Linked DNA regions of Mus musculus: regions 1 and 3 are each linked to region 2. A link is a contact called in public HiChIP or PLAC-seq data. All regions are on one chromosome and are shown on one strand. The core of a region is the stretch at or near the end of the contact, and the rest is flanking DNA. Distances in the headings are between cores, read along the strand shown. Region 1 holds the start of Zfp358 (zinc finger protein 358). Region 2 holds the start of Ccl25 (chemokine (C-C motif) ligand 25). Region 3 holds the start of Arhgef18 (rho/rac guanine nucleotide exchange factor (GEF) 18).

Region 1 (3,709 bases), core at 569-3,068, 860 kb before region 2:
GCCATGGTTATGGTTAATCCCAGTCTGTGGCTGGGATTCCAGCTACTTTTATCTCAGCGATGTGGGTGGGTTGAAAGTAGTGTGGGTTATGGCTGGCAAACGGGCAGTCATGTGTGTTATGGGGACAAGAGGAGATGTGTGGTCATTGTTCTAGCTGCAACCTATTCTTGTGTCTATCTTAATTCAGCTTTGGTCAGAGGGTAGCCTTGCTGTACCATTAATTTCTCTTTGTGACCACTGTTTATACTCAGGCAGCAACATCCAGAGTCCAGCTGCCAGATCCCCCTGGGCTTGTTTTCATTCCCCCTGCGGTGGAGGGAGCTGGGGCTTTAAAGTGTGGTCTAGAGCCTTCCTTGGTCCTGGCTAACGTCTTCCAGAAATCAGCTCTTGGTCCAGCCTCCTGGACTGCCTCTGGTGTCACCTGTCATTTGAATAGGAAGCTGAGAAAATGGAAGGATCAGAGGGCAAAAGGTTACCTAAAATTAGTGAAAGATTCTACTATCAACAAAAACTCTGTGTGTGTGCACTTGTGTGATAGAGACAGGGGAGGGGGAGAACTTGTACTTACACATATATGTGGACTAGAGAGATTGACTTCAGGTGTCTTCCTCAATGGGTCCCACCTTATTTTAATTTTTTAAAATTGCATTTATTTATGTAGTGGTGTGTGTATATCTTCCATGTGGAGGTTAGAAAATAGTTTGATCTTTCCACCCATGTTGGTCCTAAGGAATCAGACTCGGGTCCTTGGCCTTTCACCAAGCACCTTTACCCACTAAGCCACTTGGTTGTCCCTCCAACCTTACTTTTTGAGACACAGTCTCACAATGACCCTGGGAGCTCACTGATTCAGCTAGACTGGCTGGCCAGTGAGCCCTTGGGTCTTCTTGCCTCAGCCACCTCAAAGCTAGGATTCTAGATACCCACCACTGAATCTGTCCTTCCACATAGGTGACAGAGATCTCAAGCCAGGTCTTCAGCTTCTGCAACAAGCAGTTTACCGACTGGGTCACCTCTCTAACCACCTGTCTTACCACAAACCATCACCCACTGAGCCATTTTGACAGCCCTAAACTTTCTGAGATAATACTAGATGAAGAAAAGACAAGTGCATATTTAAATTGCAGGCCTTCTCAAAGCACACCCTCCCCCGGCCTCTTGCTTATATAATTTGAGTATCATGATAGCTGGTGTTTGAAACAAGATAGAGAAATGAAAAAGAAGGCAAGACAAAGGTAGGCAGAGACAAAAGGCAGAGGCAGAGAAAATGACTGGGCCAGAGGCAAAGAAATTAAAAGAGGAAAAAATAAATTACGGTAGAGAAGGAGAATGGGGAAAAAAGGAGGACTGGAGAGATAGTTCAGCATGTAAAAGTGCACGGCCAAGCCTGCAGACCCTGGTTCTATCCCTGGGATGGAATAAGGAGAGAACGGACTCCTGGAACTTATCTACTGATTTCCCCATGCGCAACACGGCATGCATAGGCACTGAATCCATTTTTTAAAGAAGATAATGAAAGAGATGGAGAGGAGGGGACAGAATGGAAGAAAGATGGACAGATGGAGACAGAGATACAGATGGAGAGTCAAGATCGGGGGTCGGAGAAGGGGCCCGAAAAGTCACATGGGTGCATGGAGGGTTAGGGTGGCGCGGGTTGGTAGGGCGCAAACAAAGACTGGACGCGCGCCAGCTCGGGTGGCCCTGGTCGGGACAAAGGCTTGGCCCGGGGGCGGGGGGGTGGGGTGGGGCGGCGCGGGGGCAGCGATGGCGCCGGCCGCGGAGGGCTCGAGCGAACTACAAGTCCCAGCAGCTCCCGCAGCGGCCCTCGGCCGGCCCCTCTCGCTCCCCGGGAGTGCCTGGCGGGGCCGCTGGGCCGAGGGGGCCGCCAGCGGGTCTGGCGATCGGTGGGGTTTCCTGCAAGCCTGGGGCGGGGAGACACCGGCTGGCCAGCGCGAGTGCAGCCAGGCCGGGCAGGGGCGAGGGGCATCGGGTGAGTGACCCCGAAAGCGGATCGGGCTGGATTGGGGAAGGCTGGACAAAAGGGGGAGGTGGTTGGGAGGAGACCCCTCAACACTAAGAGCAGGGTGCGGGGCGCGGCCCCAGGCTATCTCTACGCACCCCTTGCAGAGTACATGGTGCCAGCGCTCTACTTGGGGGGTCAAGGTGGCGGACGCGGTGGGAAGGGGGTCCGGAGGAGCTCAGGCCTAGTACGTTTATCCGGCCAACGGCGGGACCACCCCCTAATCTACAGTGAATCTGAGATCCGGATGGGTGGAGGCGCCCGCTAGCTCGGAACCCACAGAACAGAACACCTCCTTGTTTCAGAAGGGGGTTCTTTTTTTCTGGAAACCAAGAGAAGCTTGGGGCATTGTTCTTCCTATGTGGGACTTTATACTCCATAGTGTGTGTGTGTTCAGAAGGGAGGTGTCGTGTTACCTCAAGAATCCCAAGAAAAATCCCAGTTATTGTTATCTTCCACATTCAGTCTTAGGATGTAGAGCTCTGGAAGCTCATTTTCCCAAGAGATGATCGGGGTGCACCTGCCCTCTGCACATCTACGAGACAGATGTGAGTTTCCATTCAAGATGGGAGTTCATGAGGCTGCTTCCTTCGAAGGCAATCTAAAAATACCTTGTCTCCAGAAATCTGGGCGGAGACCCCGGGGTACTGCCCACTAATCTCCAGCAGTTGGGCCTAGGTAGAGAAACTGTTGGGGGAAACTCAGCGCCCCTCTGTGTACTATCTCCTGACTGTGAGGTTGGGGTCAGGTAGGTCTCCCTAGTCCCCTGGAGCCCAGCCCAACAAAGAGTTCACTTAGCCCCAAGGTAGAGAGGTGTTACTCTTTCTCCACATCTGCCTCTTTCCCTAAAACAGTCTTCATACCCTAATCAAGGAGTGTGTGGTTCAGGAACTCCCTTCCCTTGAAGACATTCCTCCTCAGCCCTCTGTGCCCCACCCCCCAGTTCTCTCTGTAACCCCCCAGAGGCCCCCCCCCAAGCTATAGTTATCACCGGCTCTTCACCAAGGGGTTAAAATCCACAATCTTATAAGCCAATTGGAAAATTGCTATATTAACTGCTCTCTCCACCCTCTGGCTGTGGAGTTCTTAGTGATCCTTCTGCCCCTTTCCCCAGAAGGGGGCCATGTATGCACCCCTCCTTAGTTTTGAAAAACGTTATTATTTTGTAGCCCAGGCTGATCAGATCTGCCAGCCTCATCCTCAAAAGATGCTGGGATAACAGATGTGTGCCACCACTGCTAGCTCAGGTTTCCACTCCCTGTCCTCTGGTTTAAGACAGAACATATCTCACTCAAGCTAGAATTCTAGAGAGGTCTAGAATTCTTTCCTGGAAGCAAACAAGGAGCCCTGCAGTTTTCACCGTGACAGAGAAGGACTACTAGGTATCCTTAACTTCCCATCCTTACCACTACCCATTCTACTTCGGTAAGACAAGTCACACACATTCCCCTCTTTATCAGGGACCCCCAGATCTACCAGTTTGCAGGGTGGGGCAAGAATTCAGACCATGACCTCATGAAAAAAGAACCACAACACCCTTTCCCCCAGATTTAGGGTATCAGATCTGAGAACCGCCTTCCATAACACCCAAGTCCACGTACTACATAGAGCTCGGGATGGGGGTCTGGGATGCCGCTCAGAGGGTGGAGTGCTCATCTACCATTCAGGAAACCAGTACCACATAAGCTG
Region 2 (3,305 bases), core at 723-3,222:
TCTTCCCTATGAAGGGTGCTAGTGGGTCAAGCCCTGACCCCCAAGCTGGGGAAAATGGGCACACATTCCTAGTAACTCCCCCTGACACTTGGCTTCAGTAGGTTCTGGTTTGCCACGCTGCGTCTCCAAGCCTGTAGCCACGCTGAGCAGCGTCCTAACCCAGCCTCACCCACCCAGATCCAGAAGCCGAGGAACCTGAGAAGCTCATGGATCTGAAGGGTAGGGGTGAGGGCTTGCATCCCCTCTACAAGAAGACTCCATCTGCTGCAGTGGCTGGATTGCACGCCACACCCTCGGAGTAAGCCCCACCCAGAAAGCACCCCCTGGTTTCATAAGCTCTTCTGTTTATATCTTCCTCATTTGAAAACTGGCTGTAAAGTTCTACCCACCAAAACTACTCAAATCTACACCATCAAGATTCATCCTCAGGTGCCATTCCTCAAAACTCGCCCCCTGGTGCTATTCTCCAAACACAGACCAAAGCTTTATGACTTGCTCTGGTGTGTGGAACTCTAAGCTCTAATCATCCTGGGGGGCCTTAAGCTTCACTCACCTGCAGCCGGCCAGCACCCTCCACTGCCCCGCGGAGTGGGGTAGGGGGTGGGAGAGGGCAAAAGACCCCGACTAAGTAGAATTAAATACAACAGGAGGTTCGGAGTGTGAGGAATACCCAGAGAAAGGACGTGTCGCTAGCTGCGGATGCGAGTGATGAAAAGTTAAAAGCGGTTAGTTGTGAGTTCTTGTGGCAGGCCTCCCCGTTCCTCCTCCCCGCCCCGTCCAGCCCCGCCCCATCTTCCTAAACACTTTGCCCCTATCCCCCAGAGGGTCAAGTTAACCAAAGGAAAGAAGAAATGCTTTCAAAATGAATCTTGTTTTGCTTCCTGCAGACAACAGACGCTGTCACCTGGATCCTGGCTTCACATTCCAAACCAGAACATTACTTTCTTTCCAGTGTTGTGGTTACAAACAGTTTTGTTAGAATGGCTTTCATTCCGTATCACTCACTGCCCCACTGAAAGTGTACCTTTCCAGACCGGGAGCTGGCTGAAGGAGTTTGCTGCAAAACTTGATGACCTTACTTTGATTCCAAGCTCCACTGACTCTGCAAAGTTGCCCCCAGATCACCATGGTTCTCATGTCCCCAGCCTCCCAAATAAATACAATTTTAAAAGTGGGCCAGCAACTGGAATTTTATTCAGCAACTAAAAAATAACATTATGGTCCAGCACTTGGGAGGCAGAGGCAGAGGCAGTCGGATCTCTGTGAGTTCAAGACAAACCTGGTCTACAAAGTGAGTCCAGGACAGCCAGGGCTCTGTTACGCAAAGAAAGTCTGTCTCAAAAAAAACAAACAACAAAAACAAACAAACAAACAAACAGGAAAAGAAAAAGAAAGAAATTATGAAATTTCAGGAAAACGTGTTAAGGCCAGGACAGAGCAAGAGAGCAAGAAAAGGCAAGATGGCTCCGTGGCTCAGTGAGTAAAGGCACCTGCCACCAAATCAGATGACCTTTGTTTCATCCCCAAGACCCACAAGGTGGAAGGAAAGAATAGATTGTTGTCCTCTGACCCCACAGATACGCCATGATTTATGTGTGCCCTGTTCTCATGTACAAAATAATAATAAAAATTAGAAATAATAAAACTTTTAAACGCAGCTAACTATAAAAAGATCCGTGAGGAGATGGAATAAAAAGCTTGTAAGGGAGAGGGCTGCGGACAGTATTGGACCTCACATAATAAGGTATTGGGAGGGGATACTGATTGAGAGGCCTGGCTGCATAAAGTGCCTCAAGGTTCATGGGGCAGGTAACCTGCAGAGACAGATGTAAAATAGGACTTGGTCTATCTGAAGGAGAGAGAAGTCCCAAGTCTCACAGAGCTGGTAGAGAGGAGGAGCAGGAGGAGGGAGGGAGAGAAGAGAGGGGGCAGGTCACTGCAGGGTGGGGCTCTGACTATAAAGAATGAAGCCAGTTCACTGATCCCATAGGCAATACACGCTACAAGCAGGCACCAGCTCTCAGGACCAGAAAGGCATTGGTGAGTCTTTTTCTGACTACAGCAGAGGCTAGAGCAAGTCCTTTGCCATCTGCCTCTCTTTCAGAGAGTTCCAGGGGTGGCTTGAGATACTGATGTCTTTCCTTCCACTTTTATAGGTGGCCCCCTTAAACCTTCAGGTATCTGGAGAGGAGATCTAACCTTCACTATGAAACTGTGGCTTTTTGCCTGCCTGGTTGCCTGTTTTGTTGGGGCCTGGATGCCGGTTGTCCATGCCCAAGGTATTGTCCTTAGCTATACCTACCTTGCCCCGGTTTGGGCATATTGCTTTCTCTTCTCACTTGTCCTTCTCCACTTGTTGAAGTCTCCCTGTATTCTGTATCCTTTGAACTCTTCAGTGTCTCTTGGGAGGTTGGGCATAACAAGAATTCCTGGTACTACTGGAGGTAGATGGGTAGAGATGAAGTGTCCCCAGCTACTTACTCCCAGATCCCTCACTTTCATTCTGAAGTGCTTCCTTTGCAAGACTCAAGAGGTTTAGGGGCTGCAGGAACCTGAGGGTGGATTCCAATTGAGGAGAAATTCACTTAGCCAGAAATGCATTTTGATGCCCTTCTTCTGCCTAGTTAGGGGATGTGAAGTTAAGCTCAGAACCCTGAAGACTCTCCAGACTGCATTCCCTGCCTTTCCTCCCTGTGTAATCTAGGCAAGGGGCTAAGATTATTCTGTGTGGGACTCAGTGTCCCCATCTGCTAAGCAGGAATGAAAATTTAAGGATCCAATGAACTGCAAAATACTCTCAGCTGCAACAGGATTCCCAGCCCTGTGGTCAGGGAACCATCTTTGTCTTCTTTCTTGGCCTCCTGGAAAGCAGGTACTGGAGGATTCAGTTACCCAAGGCCAGTTCTCAGGGGCATGAAGCATCCCCCAAGAGTCCTGTCACTGGGTGCTTCATCTCAGAAAAAACTGTGAAGTCCCAGCAGGTGTCAAGGCAAAATCCCAGGCCAGGTTGAGGACCAGGATCCCTGCTTTTGCCTTGCCTGCTCTTCTACAGACAGGTCGTGCACCTTCAAGCTTCCACCGTACCCATAGAAAGCCAAGCTTGGCTTTTTTTTTTTTCCCATTCTGCTATCTGGGCCACTCCCAACCTCTGCCCTTTGATCCTGGGAGAAAAATGGCCCCCAGTGTTGGAAAACACCTGTCAGGGATCCCTGAAGTCCCATTTCTTATCTGACACCACTGCCCCTTGTCCTCAAGAGCCAAGGTGGAGCAATGGCAAGGAGGATGAACTCTGTCCCTGAACCTCT
Region 3 (3,813 bases), core at 524-3,023, 1.0 Mb before region 2:
ACACTAGCCCTCTGGAACTGTAAGCCAAAACACACTTTCTTCTGTTGCTCTTGCTTGTGGTGCATCCTGTGTGCCACGGCATGGCCTCACTGTCTATACTCTATGTGTGTTCACCTGTGCATACAGTTCCACATATATGTGCAGAGCCCAGAGTATAATGTGTGTCTACTCAGAGCTTTCTGCGCGTATAGACACTACTATTCTACACAGCATGTGTGTAACTGTGCTCAGCTTCTCATGTCTGTGCAAAGACCAATGTATCCACCCAGGAATCTCTGCATGTGTGAATGCTGCTATTTGTACATTACTGTTTCCCAGAGGGCCACATTTGAGAACTCACAAGAGTTTCATGCTAAGAGACCACTCACTCAGTTCCAGTGTGGAGCCAAGTTTAAACCCTTCTTCTGCTCACCTTTTCAGGTACTGGTGTACCCATCCTGGTAGGAGTGAAGATAGTCTATATTCATTCCTATTATTAAGTGTGTATGTGTGTGTGCACATGTGTGCATATGTGTGCGTGTACCTGTATGTGTATTTGTTTGTGTGTGTATATATATGAATGTATATATGCAGGTGGCTGTGGGTATGTGCGTTTGTCTGTATATGAATATGTGCTTGTGTGTGCAACTGTCTGGGGTATGTGTGTTTGTCTGTGTGTGGATATGTGCGTGTGTGTGCATGCAATTGTGTTGGGTGCCTATAGAGGTCAGAAGGGGCACAGGACCTTCTATAGCAGAAATTAAGCAGTTATGAGCCACCCAGTGTAGGTGTTGGGAACTGAACTCAGGTCCTCTAGAAGACTAGCAAGCACTCCTAACCACTGAGCCATCTCTCCAGCCCTGCGCATACCTCTTGCCTTCTATTTAAACCTACATCTAATACCAGGTCTCTAAGGATGGACTTGGAGGGGAGAGGTGGGAGGAGCAGGGGGCCGTTTGGTCCTCTTACAGGTGCAGCAACCCTGAATAGATACATTTTTTCTACTTCTCACTGTTGTTTGCCCTGGTTGCCTAGACTTCCTCTGAAGACTGGGCTGGCCTCAGATTCAGAGGTGCGCCTGTCTCTGCCTGCCCAGTGGGATTGAAGGCGTGCACCACCACATGCACTTATTTTTGAGACAATGTCTCTCACTGAACCTGGAACACTGGATCAGACTGGGTAGCCTGCCCTTCCCTGGGATTCTCCTATCTGCCAGCTCAGTACTGGAGTTCTCACAGGTGGCCTTACCACACCCTGACTTTATTTAGTCAGGTGGGGGTGGGGAACTAAAATCAATTCCACTTGCTTGCACAGCAAGCACTTGACCCTTTGAGCCATTTCCTCGACTGACTTTCTTAGAATGAGTCGCTGAATCTGGTTTGTTAGGAGACTGCCAGGACTCAAGCTCTAACCTTAACAGCTCTGGTAACAGTGCGTTAGTTGAAGAAGTGGAGTTAGCGGTAGTGGCAGTATTTACACCGGGAAAACAGACAGATACCAAGCAGAATGATCGCTGGTAGACATTTACAAACCCAGCGTTCAGCTCCACATGTTTCCATGGGTCCACACACCCACATATGTGTCTGTCCCCATGTGTGTTCCAGCGTGTGTCTGTCTAGAGACATGTGACTTGCATGTCCCATGTGTCTCTGTTTGTGTGCCCGAGTGTTAGGGTGAGGCCCTCACACCCCGTTCCTCTTCAGCAGTTGGCGCCACAGGAAGCTGCCGGGTGGGGGTTCAGTGCTGCTGCCTCCCCTCCCCTCCCCTCGTGGGAGGCTTTACATTCTTTACTTTACTTCCCCGTGACGCCTACGGCAGGTACAGGCTGAGGGTGGACTCCCAGATCCTCATAACCCACCTCCATTTGTTTTCTCCTCTCCTTGCTGACCCCTGCTGCCTGCTGCTCAATATTGATGAAGACAACCATAAAAAGCCGGTGGCTTAGAAAGAGGAAACTGGGCAGAGTTGAGCCACTCTGTGGTTAGCCTGGCTCATGTGTCCCTTGAAACCCTGGTTGTGTGACATGGGAGCTGCAAGAGCTGTTAACAAAGCCAGTTACCTACCTGAGCAAGAATCGGGAACTCATGGGTGAGTGACTATCTTGAAGAGTGGTGGGCACTTCGGGATCTGCACGTCTGAGAGTCTGTGAGGCAGGAGATTGACTCCTATAGCCGGGACACAACAGTAAGAGAGTGGGGCAGCTGTTTGCACTGCAGAGATCAGGAATCCTAAAATGACCCTGGAGGGTGCTGGGGAGATAGCTCAATTGATAGGGTGCTTGCTTAGCATGGGCAAAGTCCTGGGTTTCATCCCCAGCACTGCATAAGTCAAAGCTGGGTGTTGTACGCTGTCAAGCATCACTTGGGAGATGGAGGCAGGAGGATTAGAGGTTTAGGTTATCCTCAGCTACATAGGGAGTTCAGAGGCCACCTGGTCTAGAGGAGACCTATGATGGAGTCTGAAGGAACCTTTTGTAAGCAAAGCCTGTGTGGGGACGGAGGAGTAGGGGGCCAGGGATGAGGGAGGAAGTCTAAGCGCCTTTTCAGCAGGTGTCCGTGTTTTGCCTTGTTCTGTTTTGTTTTGCTTTTGAATCTGGGTCTCACCATGCAGTCCAGGCTTGCCTCCAACTCCCAGCATTCCTACTTGTGCCTCCCCAGTTCTGGGGTAACAGGTATGCACGCATACCACCACACTGCAGCTTGACCTCTTCACCTTTCAAAGCATTGGCTCTGGGGTTTTGTTCAGCCTTGCCTGACACAGACTTGGAGAATCCTGTCTGCAAAGCAAAATTTTAAGGCTGACATCTGCTGAAAAGCCGATCTTTCCAGGTCTTCCAAATGGGGACCACCCTCTGCTCAATAGCCCTCCAGCTGTAGGCCCTTAACCCTGGGGAGTCACTGGTGGCTCCCTTTGTGGCCCAGTTTGAGGAACCTCCCACAACAACTGCCGGAATGGAGTGAGGTGAGGAGGCAGGCTGTGGTTTGTACCAGGCACACCCAAGACTACAGTTTCCTCAGTTTCTGTTGACTTTGTGCACTCTCGGGTGTAGGAAGGCGACCCCTGGAGCCATGTATCAGTGGATTTAGAGCTGACCACTCTAACGGAGGTGGTGAGTTAGGTAGGAGACAGGCTTTGAATGTGGCTCCCACAGGGCTGACCCTCCAAGAGAGTCACCCTGGTTTCTGAGGGAAAACTCCAAGTTGTACCCACCTTTAAGCACCCTTCTTGTGACTGTAAATTCCTGTCTGAGGCAGCTTTTCATGGGTCTTGAAGAGGACCTAGGGAGATAACACAGAATAAGAACTTGGTTCAGCTCCCCTAAACTCATGAAAAAAAAAAACAGGTTTTGAGCATGGTGGTGCAGGCCTGATAGCTCAGCACTGTGGAGGCAGAGACAGGATCACTGAAGCTCTCCGACTAGCCAGTTTAGCTGAATCAGTGAACCTCAAGGAGAGTCAGGGAAAGCCGGTCTCGAAAATAAAAATAAGAAAAAATAAGGTGGGAGCCAGCAAGACGGTTCAGCAGGTAGAGGCTAAGCCTGAGGACCCGAGCCTGAGCCCTGGGATCCATACGTTGGAGAGAGAACTGACTCCTGCAAGTTGCCCTCTGACCTCTGCTCACGTTCTGTGGATTGTGCCCACACGTGCAAATTAATAATCAACTAATAATTAACTAAGTTTATAAAAAAGACAGAAAGCGATTGTGGGAAACACTCCATGTCAACCTCCTGCCTCACACACATACACACTTGTACACACACCAGCATGTGCTCATGCATAGGTCACGCGCATGTGGTTAACTGCAAACTCCTCAGTGAATCTGGACTGAACCATC

Evidence for each region. HiChIP or PLAC-seq counts read pairs in DNA pulled down with a chosen protein or histone mark.
Region 1: a contact with region 2 is called in an H3K27ac HiChIP or PLAC-seq map of embryonic stem cells, with 3 times the contacts expected there. The contact joins the promoter of Zfp358 here to the promoter of Ccl25 in region 2. A contact is called at or near these places in 2 of 115 datasets of contacts at active chromatin or transcription factors (both in embryonic stem cells) and 1 of 9 other capture datasets (embryonic stem cells).
Region 3: a contact with region 2 is called in an H3K27ac HiChIP or PLAC-seq map of embryonic stem cells, with 4 times the contacts expected there. The contact joins the promoter of Arhgef18 here to the promoter of Ccl25 in region 2. A contact is called at or near these places in 2 of 115 datasets of contacts at active chromatin or transcription factors (embryonic stem cells and large pre-B cells).

The regions. Positions count from the first base shown.
Region 1 is chr8:3,491,320-3,495,028 of GRCm38.p6, forward strand. Zfp358 (zinc finger protein 358) reads left to right here and starts at 1,819. Exons shown (of 2, transcript NM_080461.2): 1 at 1,819-1,990.
Region 2 is chr8:4,347,616-4,350,920 of GRCm38.p6, forward strand. It overlaps Ccl25 (chemokine (C-C motif) ligand 25), which reads left to right and starts at 1,973. Exons shown (of 6, transcript NM_009138.3): 1 at 1,973-2,040; 2 at 2,157-2,279. The coding sequence starts at 2,207.
Region 3 is chr8:3,351,664-3,355,476 of GRCm38.p6, forward strand. Arhgef18 (rho/rac guanine nucleotide exchange factor (GEF) 18) reads left to right here and starts at 1,774. Exons shown (of 29, transcript NM_001370668.1): 1 at 1,774-2,067. The coding sequence starts at 2,064. It overlaps Gm30369 (a long non-coding RNA gene), which reads right to left. Exons shown (of 5, transcript XR_870091.2): 2 at 3,190-3,257; 3 at 2,043-2,144.